Linked DNA regions of Sus scrofa: region 1 is linked to region 2. A link is a contact called in public Hi-C data. All regions are on one chromosome and are shown on one strand. Each heading gives the region's core, a stretch centred on a gene start, on an enhancer-like site or on the middle of the called end of the contact. The rest is flanking DNA. Distances are from core to core; before and after follow the strand shown. Region 1 overlaps SYT16 (synaptotagmin-16). Region 2 overlaps SYT16 (synaptotagmin-16).

The links. Hi-C and Micro-C count contacts between places; a contact is called where the count stands out from the background.
Region 1: a contact with region 2 is called in a Hi-C map of liver, with 5 times the contacts expected there. The contact joins two enhancer-like sites. A contact is called at or near these places in 7 of 47 Hi-C or Micro-C datasets (brain, embryonic fibroblasts, epiblast stem cells and 2 more).

The regions. Positions count from the first base shown.
Region 1 is chr1:191,057,819-191,061,229 of Sscrofa11.1, reverse strand. SYT16 (synaptotagmin-16) reads right to left here. Exons shown (of 10, transcript XM_021062549.1): 10 at 1,515-3,411. Among named protein-coding and RNA genes, the nearest start is that of ISG20, 140 kb to the left of the region's middle. Within about 2 kb of position 1,894, at least 2 of the 83 cell types and tissues checked have an H3K27ac peak or open chromatin away from gene starts, as enhancers often do. A contact at or near this core is called in liver, where this site is marked.
Region 2 is chr1:190,825,438-190,828,480 of Sscrofa11.1, reverse strand. The region is part of intron 1 of SYT16 (synaptotagmin-16); the gene reads right to left. Among named protein-coding and RNA genes, the nearest start is that of SYT16, 91 kb to the right of the region's middle. Within about 2 kb of position 1,735, at least 2 of the 83 cell types and tissues checked have an H3K27ac peak or open chromatin away from gene starts, as enhancers often do. A contact at or near this core is called in liver, where this site is marked.

The DNA of each region.
Region 1 (3,411 bases), core at 645-3,144, 230 kb before region 2:
GACAGCAAATAGAGTGCTGGGGCAAATGAGGTGAGGAAGTAATGTTGAAGGAATGGAAGCAAGAAAAAGAAATTTTCAAACCCTTTTTGTGGTGGATCTTTGTTTTAAAACTTGCCTTTATGACCATCAATTCAACACCTTTACTATATTTATGCTTCTTGAAAGGGCTTGAAATTCTTGTGTAGATTCCAGGCTTCCTGAGAGAAGCCCCTTAAAGTATTCACTCTTTCTTTTACTTTTTTTTTTAAATTGTGTTTTCTTCTTGTTGACTTTTTATTTTATTTTATTTTTTGTCTTTTCTAGGGCCGCACCCGCAGCATATGGAGGTTCCCAGGCTTGGGGTCTAATCAGAGCTGTAGCTGCCAGCCTACGCCACAGCCACAGCAACACGGGGCTGCATGTACGACTTTCACCACAGCTCACGGCAACACCGGATCCTTAAGCCACTGAGCAAGGCCAGGGATCAAACCCTCAACCTTATGATTCCAAGTCAGATTCATTAACCACTGAGCCATGCTGGGAACTCCTTCTTTTACTTTTTACTAGACTTTTTTTTTTAAAAGCTCATCCCCCTGTAACCTGTCGTTCCTTAGTGCATGTGTGTATGTTCCATAAAACTTCAAATAGGAAAGAAAATCATAACCACCCACTTTTGGGCTTAAACATAGAGCACACATGGGAAAAATCCATTTATTTATAAAAGGAAAAGACTAAGAGTCACTTGGACCACAAGATTTATTACTACAAAATATATACTAGGAACTGTCCAAGGCACTTACATATGTTGTCTTGCTGTGTTTTGTTTTACTTCCAGAGACCAAATGACTCTTTATGTTACTCTTTATGTTAGATGTGTTCATCCATATGTATTTAAGTTTCCACTAACATATACATAAAAGTCTCTATAATTTGTATGGGTTAGTTATTCCTGGGTTGCTCAAGTAACTGTAAAATTAATTAAGCCTTTGTCTTGCTGGATATACACAGAAAAATGCTGTTTATTTGGAAACACCTTATACTTGGGTATTGATGTGTTAATGGATTACAGGGGACTAACAAAGACTGACTTGCAAAATTGATTATATACAGCATTTCCGACTATAAAGAGAAGGAATCTATCTTCTTGGTGTGTGCCACCTGCCCTTTGCCTAACGAATCTATAGAGGACCAGTGGGTACATCTAATATTTTATGGGTAGAGAAATTATCTCTGACTCTGAGATTTATGATCATATGTTTGAATAAGGCCTAAGGCCTAAAAAGAGTGAGTTCTGCCATGTTTCCTCATGACTCATGGTACTTAAAAAACATTTCAGAGTCACTTTTAGTGAAAAAAAACATACCAAGAGACTGGAAATGTCTTCTAAATACTTATGCAAAATTTGTGTTGAAAACTAACTCCTGAAAGAAATATAACCATATGCCTTTAAAATGAGTCCTCTGAGATCAAGGGACATACAGCAAACGCCAAAGTTCATGATCCCCCCACTCCCCTACTTAATAAAGGCACCTATATTTCACCAGAAATAAAATTTTATTAGTAACATGTCAAAAATGTTTTAAAATACAATGACCTTTCTTCTTCCTCTCAGTTTAAAAAACAACCAATAAAAACTCTAAATCATGATCCAAATATTTTTAAATGTGAAAAAGACATATTTTAGATTATGTAACAGATACACATATCCCCAAATAAATATTGTAGAACACCATTTGCTGGGTATTTGGGTGTGTTCCCACAAAACTAAATTTCTGCTTTTCTCCTTTCATTAACGATTTGTGACAAATTTATGACACTCTATTTCACAACAGCAATACCAGCAATTTATGACCAAAGGAGAGCCTGACAAAGATCACTTGGCATGCTCAAATTAAACAATTTATGTGACTCTCTCATTTACACTGATCCTCTACCACTCACTTGGACATCGACAACTAAAGAGAAACAGGAAGTCCATAGCAGGGAAAGGATCTCTCAGGGAATAAAACTCAGAGAAGAATTCAAAACAAGGAGATAAACCAGATACCGTTCTCCAGCTCAAGTTTACCAAATTCTTTAGCCCAGGCAGACACCCATCGGTTTGAATTTAATATAGAATTTTTTGTGTGAGATTTTTCTCAGATTCAGCCAAGCAAGAAATTGCAAAATTCTTGTTAACTGTGGAAAAAATGTCAGCTTTTCTCTCATGTTACCAAATGGAGCTTCCTTATCTGGGTATAAACAAGGGAGTAAATTGGTAATTCAAGAAATTTACCAATTCCTGACTGATTAAGTATGGTACTGGACTACATCCATGTTCCCATTCTGCACTTGATGTATATAAAATTTCTAAATCATCTTCTGGGTCTTTTATTATGTGAAATACTGTAATATTTGTAGCCAATTTGGAAAACCAAGTCTATGATACTTACTTTTTTCCTTTCATTTCTTTAAAGAAAAAAAATTCTATGGAAAGTAGACACAAACACATTTTCTTTGAAAGTTAAGACTATAGGCTTGACTGAATATTTTCATTCTCAAAGTGATGTAGAGCCTCACTATTCAAAGTGTGGTCAGTGGACCAACAGGACTGTATCACCTAGGAGACTTGAGAAATGCAGACCCTGAACCCTACCCCAGAGTTACTAAAAATTATTTCTATTTGAACATGATATCCAGTGACTTACATGCACAAGAAGATTTGAGAACTGCTAATGAAGAGGAATGCTCTTTATCCACCCAACTACAGAGTAATCCTTGTAGAAACACAGAAACTTTAACGGGGGTATTTTGTCCAAAGGGTTCAACAAAGACTTTTAGACACAGTCCACTTAACAAGGAAATAAAAATCCCAAACCATCACATTGCTGATGTATAGTAATGAAGTTTGAGAATTGGGGGAAATTACATAAATTTGAACTCCAAATATTACATAAATACTCGTGAACTTCTTGAATTAATTCACAAGATGTCCATTGTTTCCAAACTGACGTAATTTCTTTAGCAAAGCCTGTAGAACTGATGATCGTTACCTCAAACTCCAGAAACTTAAAGATTATCTTAATAGATAACTATTTAAAGACTAAGCAAAGCAGTTTTAAAAAGAATTGTGTCAAGAAACTGTGATGAAATTTACTTGGATATATTCTGGAAATCTTTTCCAAGGGCGTTCAACCAAATACAGCAGACTGTTGCTTTCTTCCAAGTATTTCTGAGCAAATCAGAATCAGTGAGGGAGCGGTGAAGAGAGGGTAAAGAATTAGAACCATAACCTCCACTTATAACTGACAGCAAAGACAGGAGTCAGATGGTGATTCAGAAAGGAAGCCAGTGGGAACGGAGCATGGCTTCAGTTGCTGGTGTTAAGAAATCCCAAGGTTCATTTTGGTGATTCACTGACACAAGGCAAATTCAAGAAAGCTGCCCTTCTAA
Region 2 (3,043 bases), core at 486-2,985:
ATCCATGAGTATTCTCATAGATCCACAAATTACTAAGACTCCTGTGGTGCTTTGGTTTCATCATCCCAATAAATAAGTTCACCCACCCAAATGACCACCACCCTCAGCCCCCTCTCTTCAGTATATTCCTCTTTTGTATCTTCCCATGTTCCTAGTGCCGTGACAGGTATAACTAAAGTCATCCAAAAGCCATTTGAAGGAACGCCTAATATGCAGAGTCACCACCTCAACTTTTATGTCAAAATAATTTCAGTGTCTTCACATCCCTTCTCATTCGACCTGACCCAGTGTGGACAGTGGTGTCTCGTAGACGGCACTGTGTGAGCATTAACTTCGCTTAAGTGAAATTTAACTTTTAAGAGAAACTGTTCATTTCTCCAAAGACTGACAGCAGCCCCAAGATATATTAATTGCAGTATTAATGAAGAATATAGCCTTATAATCGTTTTTGTCAACGTGATTTTGAAGGAAGGTCAAATTTCTAGTAACAATGTATTAATTTCAAATTTTTATAAAGTGACAGCATGATTTTAAAGGACTTCAGAAAACATACCAAATACTAGATAATTAAGTTGTGACAGTTAAATACTTAAGCTAAGATTCTTTTCCATTTGTTTGGCACAGGCATCTAACTGTTCTGCATCCCAATAATTACATTACAGTGTTCAGAAGCCATAAATGAAGTTTTTCTGCTGATCTTAATGGGATGCCTAGAAGGAGACACCTGCCCAATAATTAACTCAAAGTGTTACCCTCATTCATTGGCCAAAATACACATACGCAAAAAGACTGTCATCTAGTGGTGAGGTCAGGAAGTAAGAGATTTGGGGAAGAGAGATTTAGGGTCCTTGGAAAGGTTGCTCGACTCTGTGCAGTCAACCAGAGCAGAAGACAGTAATACTACTCGCCACTCAGATTTATACAATTCAAGCCACAAGGCATTTTTTAAAAAGAAAAAGGTAAAGAGATAAACTGTTTGATTTTAGCAATATGCTGCCTATGAATGACTTTTACCAGAGTTCCTATAATTTGTTGACCAGCTAATTGGACTATTCCCTTGCTACCCTAATAACTTTCTACATAATTAAAATTTCACAAGGTCTATTCTCTTCTGGCACACCAGAAAGAGGAGAAATAATGGTACACAAATAATCAGTCTACCTTTTTCTAACATTAGTTTCATTACAACCAGTAAGAATTTATAAAGCATTTCTTTACTTTACGCGTGGCACTAGGTAGGGCCCTAAGTGTGCTCTTCGTTTTGAAGCTGTGCACCGATTGTTAAATAAGAACCCTAACCAACTTTAAACCAAGGGGGAAAAAACTCATAGAAGCACTTACTTTGGGTAAAGCAACTAGTATTTTAATGAAGCTAAGACTTGAAACCAGGCCTGTCTCTTCCTAAGTCCATTCTCGTAACCACTCTACTGTTACTGACTCTTTCATCTCATTTCCAATAGGACATGTGTTTTGAGGTTATTGCCCCATGGGTGAAATTCTAGGATCTCCCTCTTTCTGAGTTGAATGTGACTAATAACTTACAGTGTTTCTGGTTTGGGTTAGACAATGTTAAACTAGAAGAGGCCAAGAAAAATGCTTCTTCTATGGCCCTGAGCCCCTTATTCTAATCAACAAGGCTGCCAGGGCTGAGAAGCAGCTCACAACCTAAGGTGACACTGCTCAGTATGGAACACAGACAGCTAAGGAGAGCACCAAGAATGAATATACAATTAGCGCAGACACAAAATTAAATATTGACACTGCCAGCAGAGCAAAGGTTATGAATATAACAGAAACACAGAGTTTCCTGATAGCGAGGATGGAACTAGGAAAATTGTCCCCTCTCTATTTATGATGTTACAGATGGCTTCTCAGAGGAATTTCAGGCGCTGTCAGAATGAGGACATTGCTAGTGACCTTTGCAATAAAGAGCAATGATGCTGGGCCTAATCAGAGGGCTAAGTGACACCTTGTGCAGGAGAAGATTCTAAGAGAGCCCAGTGCTACAGAAATACAAGTTATGCAATAAGAATGGACCAAAATAGGAGCATTTATTTGGCCCAACAACAAGTTTTTCGATGCTTACTGTGCCCTGCTCTGTGCTAGATGCTGAGGGAACAAAGATGACTAGATCCTTGTGTATTCTCCAGAGGAAGACAAGAGACCAACACAGATTAGGTATCACATGTTAACTACTAAGCCAAAAGTGAGCACAGAGGGCTGAGGGAAACCAGAGAAAGTGCTTCTAAGTCACCCTGGAGGTTTGGGGAGTTTTTTAGAAATAAGCCTGAGACTGGTTAGCTGTTTAACCTAGTAGTTGAGAGCAGGAGATCTGCAGACTGCAAAGGTCAAATCCCAGCTCTACCACTGCCTGCTCCATCAATGAGGCAGATGACAGCCTTTGGGGCTTTCATTTCTTCACCTATAAAAGTGGAAAGTAGAACAGTATCTACTTTGTAAGGATGTTCTGAAGATTAAAACTTTTCTAAGTTTTTTGGTACCTGTGATAATCAATCAATAAAAGTTCCTGCTAAATAGAACAATGAACATTCATTCAGTAACTAGCTGAATGAATTCAACAGTTTGGGGCTGATGGGGAATTGGGAGGAAGTCTGTCTTGAATGTCAGATGTCTACCATGCCCAAGGGAAATGAAAAAAAAAAAAAAAGGTTTCTAGTAGGCAGTTGTACATACAAGAGACAGATCCAGTGCCAAAGGTATAAATTTGAGAATCCCCAGGTGTTTGAGTCATGAGAATGGATGAGATCATCTAAAAAAAGAGAGAGAGGACAGAGATGAAGGTTATGAACAAATTCTGAAGAGCTCAAACATTTACAAATCAGGAGGGGAGAGGGAGTAAGCAAAGGACAGTAGGGAGGTAGGAGAAAAATCAGATGCATGGGAGCCAGATGAAGGGCAAAGGGATCAGCAAAGGCAAAGGGCTGTGAAACAGCAATATATGTGCACGAGGCAGGAGGAAAAATTACTGTAAGTTTAATGCTATCTGAGAATAAACTGAAATGCAAGGGAAAGATGAAGACTG